Linked DNA regions of Sus scrofa: regions 1 and 3 are each linked to region 2. The links are chromatin contacts, called in public Hi-C maps. All regions are on one chromosome and are shown on one strand. Each heading gives the region's core, a stretch centred on a gene start, on an enhancer-like site or on the middle of the called end of the contact. The rest is flanking DNA. Distances are from core to core; before and after follow the strand shown.

What was found. Hi-C and Micro-C count contacts between places; a contact is called where the count stands out from the background.
Region 1: a Hi-C map of omental adipose tissue shows a contact between it and region 2, with 2.8 times the contacts expected there. The contact joins the promoter of GRIN3B here to the promoter of STK11 in region 2. A contact is called at or near these places in 2 of 5 promoter capture datasets (fetal skeletal muscle and liver), 14 of 47 Hi-C or Micro-C datasets (embryonic fibroblasts, fetal heart ventricle, fetal liver and 9 more) and 2 of 2 datasets of contacts at active chromatin or transcription factors (alveolar macrophages and skeletal muscle).
Region 3: a Hi-C map of liver shows a contact between it and region 2, with 2.4 times the contacts expected there. The contact joins the promoter of R3HDM4 here to the promoter of STK11 in region 2. A contact is called at or near these places in 3 of 47 Hi-C or Micro-C datasets (liver and mesenteric adipose tissue) and 2 of 2 datasets of contacts at active chromatin or transcription factors (alveolar macrophages and skeletal muscle).

Annotation. Positions count from the first base shown.
Region 1 is chr2:77,410,199-77,413,193 of Sscrofa11.1, forward strand. GRIN3B (glutamate receptor ionotropic, NMDA 3B) reads right to left here and starts at 1,680. Exons shown (of 9, transcript XM_003353966.4): 1 at 1,255-1,680. The coding sequence starts at 1,680.
Region 2 is chr2:77,247,945-77,250,933 of Sscrofa11.1, forward strand. It overlaps STK11 (serine/threonine-protein kinase STK11), which reads right to left and starts at 1,378. Exons shown (of 10, transcript XM_021084263.1): 1 at 2-1,378. The coding sequence starts at 291.
Region 3 is chr2:77,477,793-77,480,573 of Sscrofa11.1, forward strand. R3HDM4 (R3H domain-containing protein 4) reads left to right here and starts at 1,467. Exons shown (of 8, transcript XM_003122984.3): 1 at 1,467-1,624. The coding sequence starts at 1,542. It overlaps KISS1R (KISS1 receptor), which reads right to left and starts at 1,412. Exons shown (of 6, transcript NM_001044624.2): 1 at 1,382-1,412.

The DNA.
Region 1 (2,995 bases), core at 430-2,929, 160 kb after region 2:
CCTCTATTCAGATGCCCCAAGCAAGCCAGGGACTTATGGGCTCCCTTTGCGCCCAGGGGCACTCAGAAAGCTCCTCTGAATTTGCTTTGAGTGTGGGAAGGATGAGAGAGCTTTGCCAGACATCTCAGGAACCTAGGGTGTTGTCTGGATGGGACAGGATGCTGAGTGCCTGGGAACAGACTAGGGGGCTGCTGCTCAGACCAGTGGCAGCAGAGTCAATTCGGTATCCTGACGGTTCCTACTTCAGGGGTGCAGTTCCCGGATCCGGCTGCAGAGGGCGCTACAGGCCTGGATTTGGGTCCTGCGTCTCTCCCGTGGGATGGGGGCAGGGATAGTGGAGGTTAAGGAGAGCCAGGGCTTCCTCTAGGATCAGGGTCTCCCTGGTCTCGAGAAGGAAGGCCTGGAGGGGCTTCAAGCTCGGTGTGGAGGCAGTGAGACACCCCCCACACACACTAGCCCTCATGTCCTGGTGGCAGGCCTTTCCCTGCTGGCCCTGAGAATAGGGGTGGTCTTTCCCTGAGACACAACAGGGTCTCCCCAGAGCTCTGCCACTCTTCTCTCCTCGAGTTATTCGGACCTAAATCCGAGCCTGAGGGGATGGGGGTGAAATTAAGAAGAGAGAATAAACTCCAAGAACTAGAAGTGGGTGGAGGAGGGAGGGGTTTGGAGTATCAGGGTGTCCCCTGGGGACCTGAGAAAGCCATTAGGGAGGCTGCGGGTTGGGGGTGGCCTTGGCCTTGAGGGCCTCTGTGAGGATTCTGGAAGGAGAAAGGTGTGAAGCCACAGCCCCTAGAGAGCAAGCAGGTAGACCTGCTTCCTCATCCTGGCCCCACGGCCCTACACGGTAGGAATCTGGGAATTGGGAGGCGTCCTCGGAGCCAGGAAGGGGGCCGCGCTTCGAGGGGGAGTCCGCTGCCAAGGCCAGGGAAGCGTCCTGTGGGATCTGCCATCTGGGGTATAGAGGCGGCTCGCGGGGTTCCCGAACCGCAGGCCCATGGCTCTAGGTCTCTGGGCCCCTGGGCTCCCGCCTCTCTTTCCGCGTCCCTGAGCTCCGGGGACATCCGAGATGAAGCGGTTCTTCCCACGAGCCCGAGGGCCATCCCGGGGCTCCTGTCACCCGGACTCCTAGGTGTCCCTGGGGGCTCCCGCATCTACGGTCCAGAAGGTCCAAAAGTCTGAGTCTCGTGCATCCCAAGGACTCTGCTATCCGGACCCCGGGTCCACGCGCATCCTAACCGCGGCGTCCGCGCGTACCGGGGCGCCGAGGGGCGCGCGTGCCTCCCGCCGTAGCACGCTGAGCACGGGGGTCTCGGTGGCGGCCGCCAGGAAGTGCAGCTGCAGCAGCTCGGGCCGCGCCTCGGGGAAGGCGAGCACGGCCGCCACTCCCGGTGCCGCCAGCGCCTGGCACAGACCGCGGGCCAGCGAGGCGGGGTCGCGGGCGAGGGGCGCGGCAGCCACCAGCTCCAGGCTCAGGTTGTGCGGCAGCCCCGGCTCCAGGGCGGCCCGGGCTAGGGCGGCGCGGACGCGGGCCCGGGCGGCGGGCGCGCGGGGCAGAAGGGCGCCCAGGCGCATCGAGCCCCCCAGGCGCGTCAGGACGCCGCACGGCTGCGGGTGGCCCGCAGCGGGCCCCGGCCCCAGCGCCAGCGCCAGGCCGAGCCACAGCGCCCGCACAAACTCCATCCCGAAGTTGCCGGCGGGCGCCGCGGGGCGGAGCCGCGGGTGGTACCGCGGGAGGCGGGGTCCTGGCCAGCCCCAGCCGCGCCACCCCCGCATGCAGGCGCCTCCCTCGCTGCCTGAGTCCGCCCACCTGCGCCCGCCCTCGGCCCTCCCGGTCCCCCACCGCTAAGCAACCGGCGAGGGAGGAGTGGGAACCACTAGCCAGGGCGGGAAACTGAGGCTCAGATAGCCACTCAAGGCGGGCGGGGTGGAGGTGCACATCAGTGGGGTTGGGTGAGATCTAACCACCGCTCTTCCTGGCTCTGTGGAGGGGTTATTCTCATTCTACAGATGGTGAAACCGAGGTTTGCTTCAAAATAGGTTCCCCATACTCACCCCTGTCCCACTCCCAGATTCTTCATTCCCCCTTCCAGCCTGGGAACATTTCCCATTGTTCAATGAGAGAAACTAAGGGCCAGAAGAGGTCAATTTGTCTCCATAATCACACAGTAGGTCCTCCTACTCCTAATTCCAAGAACCAGTCCACCCAGACCCACACACCTGAGTGTGTTCTAACATCCTGGGCACCCTGGCGAAACTGACTTGTCTGATGGGGACCAATAGGGCAGCTCTCCCACCTTCCAGCTGTGGGCAGCAACTTGAACCAGAGAACTCCCCTTTACCCTTCAAGACTCAGTGCCCAAATGGCCTTGCTTGAAAAACATCCCCAGTTTGTCACCCAGAAGGATGCAGAACATCCCTCTGCCTACATTAACTCGAAAGCACACTCTCACCTTTTTTTGTTCCTTTATTTACATTATTTAGTGGCTAACCCTGGGAGACGGGGGCAGGCGCGGGGGTCCGGCTTGGCAACTGCTCTGAGTGCTTGCACACCGTAGGTGCTCTATAATTGCTTATTGCTTGAGCAACTGTTCAGACAAGGACATTCGGTTATATCACCCTCCACTGCTCCAGAACCTTCTGTAGCTCCATGACATCTGCCAGTTCCCCAGCTGTCTCCTCTGTTCTCTGCTCCTCCCCACCTACCCCCAGAAATAACCTTTCCTGTGGCCCTGGCATGCTGCAGGTGCTCAATAAACACTGGCCAAGTAAGGACCCAGCAGCAGCTCCCTGCATGGAATTCTCTCATCCCAGTTCAGGGAGCAGAGAAAGCCAGGCTTCTCCCAGGATGCCTCAGGGCGCAGGGCAGCAGCTCTGCTCAGAACATTCCAGCTCTAACTAGTGAGTCTACACTCAAGGTTGGCTTTTTTTCACACACAACCAAGCATCTCCTTTGGACCCAGTATCAGAGAGGAAGGAAAAACACTCCATTAGTCGA
Region 2 (2,989 bases), core at 128-2,627:
CTTCTTCACATTGGCCTCCCCGTTGGGGATCCTTCGCAACTTCTTCTTCTTGAGGATTTTGACAGCTCTCCTGCACAGCGTTTCTGAGTCCAGCACCTCCTTCACTTTGCCATACGACCCCTCCCCCAGCAGGTCCCCCATCAGGTACTTGCCGATGAGCTTGGCCCGCTTGCGGCGGGGCTGGTAGATGACCTCAGTAGAGTCGATGCGATGGATGAACGTGTCCATCCCCACCGACATCAGCTCGCCCTCTGTAAACATGCCCAGCTGCTGCGGGTCCGCCACATCCATCCTGGACCCTAGGGCTCCGACTCCCGCAGGCGATCTCTAATCCCCTTTGTGTACTTCCTGGTGAGCGGTTCTTCCTTTTGTCCCCCCTCCCCAAGATTCCCTTCTCCAAAAATAAAAGTCACAAAATCGCAAAAAGAAAAAAAAGAAAGAAAGAAAGAAAGAAAAAGAAAACCCTTCTTGGAAAAGAAACGATTGTACTGAACGTGAGTTCAAAAGGCGCGCCTGGTCCAAAGCCCGGACACCCGGGTGTGTGCAGCGTCCCAAGTTTTGCGGCCGCCCGGCCTCACAGTTTTGAGGCGGGCCGGCGCGTCCACGGGGGCCCTCGGGAGGCCGGTGGGGCCGGGAAGTGCTAGGTCATCCTCCAGGGACTTTAGACCCTCGAACGAACACGGACGCGGCCGGGTCGAGTCTTCTCCGCGCCGTCCATTACTAGCGAGCCATGGCGCGCGCCCGGGGCCCCGCGCAGGCCGGCCCCGGGGCCCCCAGAGCCGGGCAGGCGAGCTTCGCTGGGGATCCGGCGCGCTGCTCGGGGGCGGCTCCCGCCGGCCCCGCCGGCCGGGGCGCCCGAGACGCCGGCAGGTGCGTGTCCGGAGCGCACGGGGAACCTCTGTTTGGCCCCGCTGGCTCCCTCCAGCGCCGGGACTGCCCGGGGCCCGCCGGCCGCAGGGAGCGACCCCCGTCGGAGTCGGCCGCCGCCCGGGCGTCCGCACACCGGCCTGGGACCCCGAGCGGCCGCGCGGGCCCGGAGGGCGCCGCGCCCCAAACGGCAGCCCGCGCTCGGTCTGCGCCGGAACTCCGTCGGCCGCGGAACGCGGGGCGCGTGGAGCTCCGGGCGGCTGAGGCGGCGCAGGCCGCAGGCGCCGGGCCGGGGTTCCTGAGGCCGCCGGGGTCCGGGTGGCCCGTCCCCCGCCGCGGCCGCCGCGCGCGTGGAGCAGGCGGGGCGGCGCGGGGGCCCAGCCCATGCAAGGCGGCCGCGCTGCCGGCTGGCGCCCGCCGCCGCTGCCGCCGCGCCCCGCCTCACTCGAGGGCGCCCCGGGCCGCCTCCCCCTTCCGCGCCCTACACGCCGCCGCCATCTTGTTTATCTCCTCCCCCTCCCTGCGCCGCCGTGCCGCCGCACGCCCGTCGCGGACCCGCCCCTCGCGGCGCCGACGTGCACGTCCGTTGGCCGAGCCGCCTGGCCTCGACCCCCGAGGCGCGCCCCGCCGCCGCTCCTATTGGGCCGTTTGGATCCGGGCGGGCGCCCGAGCGGGGATTGGTTCCCGCTGGGCCCCGCCCCAGGGGTGGATACCGTTTGTTCATTGGCCTGAGGAAACGCCCGTCACGGCGAGGGGGCGGAAAGCAGGAGCCGGGAAGCGAAACCCGGGCGTTGACCTGGGAGGGGTTGGGAGCCGAGGTCGGAGGTCTGGAGTTCTAAAGTCTTCCATGGGACCGGGCGAGTGCAGTGCTCCTGGGCGGGGGCCGGGCTCGGGGACTCTGGTGCCCCTGCCTGGGCTCCTCAACCGAAACCCCGTTTGAGGCGAGGTCAAGGGTCAAAAAGTAGCCAAAGTGTACAATTCGAGGCAAAAAGCCTTTATTAAGTATCTCAGGCCAGATGGGTTGAGAAGGGCTCTGGATGATTTCTGCCCCAAAGGAATTCATGGGCTAAAACTCAGAACCCAGCTGGGATGGTGCCAGCAAAGTGCTTTGGGTGAAAAACAGAGTTGGCAAAATATGGCTTGATGAGGTGGAAAATACTTCCAGGCCTGTGTTTTTTAACCTGTTTTGCTTTTTGTTTGTTTGTATCACTACGTTCTTATTTTGCTGGGGCAAACTGCTTGTGAAACCTTGGGACTTGACACCATCAGATTTGGGTTCCAGGCTGGGAGTTCTTGACCCAACACCTGTGCACTCCCTAAGACTATGTGTGAAATGGAGCTCACCAGTATACACGTTCTTGGGGACATCCATGTGTCTCATCGGATTCTCAAATACCCAGAGAAGGGGGATTGCTATGGCTTTGAGGGATAGGAGTCCCAGGTCACACCAGTGTACCAGCCAGCCCTAATCAGAACATGGGAGTTAGCCCCAAATTCCTAAATCATAAACCAGAAACCAATGAAATACAACGGAAAAAGGGTAATGAAAACCAGGAGTTCCCCAGTGGCTAAGCGGGTTAAGGATCCCGTGTTGTCTTTGCTGTGGCCAGGGTTCAGTCCCTGGCCTGGGAACTTTCACGTGCCGCAGATTTGGGGTGGGAGTGGGAAGACTAAGGAAAGTCAGTGAAGCCAAAAGACTGTCTTTGAAAAGATCCAGAAACTTAATTAAACTGTAGCCAAATTGGTCAATAAAAAAAGATGGCCAATATTGAAGTAAGAACTAGAGAAACAACCTCCCCCCCCCCCCGCCCCCGCCGCCCCTGGCTGAAAAGGCAGCTACGTGCCTGTCAGCAGCTTTGCTTGCCACATACCACCTTTCTTGTAATCATGTAGCAACTACTTGCCTTATGTCCTTGCTAGCAGCCCTGCTAATCATGTTCCAAGCATTGCTTGTCAGCTTCTTAGGCAAGAACTCTGTCTGCTCCAGGAAGGTGGAGGGCCGGAGCTGCTTGCATGGGAAAACATTAAGATCTGGAAGTCTGTATTGCATAAAAGTTACTCAGGGAGTTCCCGTCCTGGCACAGGGGAAACGAATCCGACTAGGAACCATGAGGTTTCGGGT
Region 3 (2,781 bases), core at 217-2,716, 230 kb after region 2:
TTCTTTTGCTTCTTTTCACATGTATCTACATGAAGTCACCCAGTATGTGCTCTCTTGGGTCTTGAAATAGTTTCTCCTTTTTTTCCCCCTCCCCTTCCTCTGTATTTGTTAAAGCAATCAGGTTGTTTGTCCTGTACAATTTCCACCAGGCTAGATCTAGCGGGTTGTATCCCAGTGTTGTCCCTTAACATGGTCCTGGTTCCTTACTTTCCTTGTGGAAGGAAGGGTGGATTCTAGATTCTCCAACAGGTTTAATTCTCTGTTCTAAACCCTCCCCTGGCTCCCCATTGCCCTTTCATCAAAAACCAAATCTGTCATCAAAGGGCTACCAGTCTCACTGATCTGCCCTCCCCGGAAACCCCCAGTCTCTACCATCCCCCTGCTCTGGCCATTGTGGATGCCCCAGGACCTCTGCACTGACAGTTCTCTCTACCTGGCACACCCTTCCTACTTTTGCAACCTGCCAGGCCTCTTTCCAAAAGTCTCCTCTTCCGTAGCCTACTGCGGAGGGTGGGGGTCTGTTTGATCACTGCTGGAAGGGGAGAGCCCTGCCTCCCTCCCCAAAGAAGGTGGGCATTTGCTAAATGAAAAAACTAGGAGTTCCCGTCGTGGCGCAGTGGTTAAGGAATCCGACTAGGAACCATGAGGTTTCGGGTTCGGTCCCTGCCCTTGCTCAGTGGGTTAACGATCCGGCGTTGCCGTGAGCCGTGAGCTGTGGCGTAGGTTGCAGACGCGGCTCGGATCCCGCGTTGCTATGGCTCTGGCGTAGGCCGGTGGCTACAGCTCCGATTCAACCCCTAGCCTGGGAACCTCCATATGCCGCGGGAGCGGCCCAAGAAATAGCAACAACAACAACAACAACAACAAAAAAAAACTAAACTAAAAGGCAAAAGGGGGTGGGGCTCGCTTTCTTCTATATTTACAGATGAGTAAACGGCTCTCAGCCAGGCTCCAGGGTGCACTCTTAGGGAGGACTGAGAGGGGCTGGTGGAAGGAAAGCCCTGTTTGTGCTGGGTGGGGGTAGTAGCATGGGTCATTTCATCTGCCTCGGAAAAAGACATCCCCTTCCCTCCTCTTTACCCGGGCCTGACTTTCCCTATCTGTCCTCCCAGGGCTGGGTGCCCCGCTCACATCCCCGCCTGGGCGCAGGGACAGCCGCGGCCTTCTATCTCAGTGTCCCCGACCGTTCCCGGGTCTGCGTGTCTTCCCTTCACCCCCGCAGCCCGGGTTTGGCGGGGATGTGGTACTGGTCCCCGTCCCCCGGGGTTGGGTGTCCTTCCCCCGCTCCTCCCATCCCCAGCAGCTCGGGTCCGGCCGGGACATGGCTACGGTCCCTGAGCCCCGTCTTAGGGTCCTCGTCGGTGCCCGGCGCTGGACGTACTCTGCCCGCAGCCCCGGTCTGGCAGGGACCTGGCCACCCTCCCCGCCCGGCGCGTCCAGCCTCCAGGCTCCGCCCCGGCCCGCCCCCGGGTGCCCGTCACTTCCTGCCCGGCCCCGTGAAGGCCCTGTCGGGCGGCGGCAGGCACCGGGGTGTCCGAGCTATGGTAGCGTTGGAGAACCCGGAGGGCGGCCCGGAGGTGGCGGCGGCGGCGGCGGGGGTCTCCCCCGGCGGGCGGCGGACGCTGTGAGTGCGGCGGGCAGGCGGGCGGGGCGCGCTCCCAGGCTCCGGGGCCCCCTCTCTTGTCCCCCTCCCCGGCGGCAGCCCCGGGCCCGCCCCGCCCCTTCTCCTTGGGGCTCCCCCACGCAGAGGGGAGCGGCGCGGGGGGGGCTTTATTGTTAGTGCCGTTTACCGAGGGAGCCCCATCCCCGTCACGCCGGGCATTTGCCGGGACGCAGGGAGACACATCCATGTCTCCCTTAAAGACCCCCGGGTGCTGCAGCCTCCGGGCTTCGAGGGTCCCGGGCGCTGGGTTGCGAGCTCGGGTGAGGTGGTGCCGTTGCGCGCGGTGTACCCGGAAACCGTGCTGGTGTTGTTCTGGGTATTTAGCCACTTGCCGCTGTTGCTGTCTCCAAGCCAGGTGTTTATTCACCTCCCAGCCAGTCCTGTGTACCCCTCGGGATTGTCAGCCCCCCATCTCCTGGTGGACAGGCCCTTTGTTTTTCTCCAGATAGATATCCCAGTTAAAGAGGGACTTAACAGCCCCGTCGCGTCTGTCGCGGGAGGCAGACAGGAAGGTGGGTCGTCCCCGTATGGTTATGTCCCCCGTCGTCACTGATTTCTTTCTAACCTGGGTATTTATGTGGATACCTGGGTGGGCCACCCTGACTGCTTGGGTTCCAGTTCAGCCTCCTCCAGTGTGCCTGTCCAAGTGGCCTGGGTGGGTTATTACCCCTTCCATCCCTCAGTTTCCCCATCTGCAAAATGAAATAATAGTGCTCCTGCCAGAGTGGCTGGGGTCAGTGACCGTGCACTTGGAGGTGCCCAGCAAAGGGGAGCATCCATTCCTTAATAATTATCTTAAATATCTTACTGTTTGGGATCTTTTATTACTATTTAAGAAGACTGTCATTTTACTATTTTATTATTGCTTTATTATTACACTTGTTATTACTTTTTTGTTATTATCTCCACCTGGATTTTTAGGCAGAGGCCCTACCGGGCTCCACAGATGTGGGTATTTACCCCTTTTGAGGCGGCTTAACCACCCAAAGTGGGTATTTACCTACCAAGTGGGTCCCTCTGACCTGCCCCCAGGTCTCCTCACTTCCATGTCCTGGGAGGGGAGGTGGCCTCTGCCCCCTGAGTCGGCCCCACCCCAGCCTGAGTCACCTCCGCTCTGA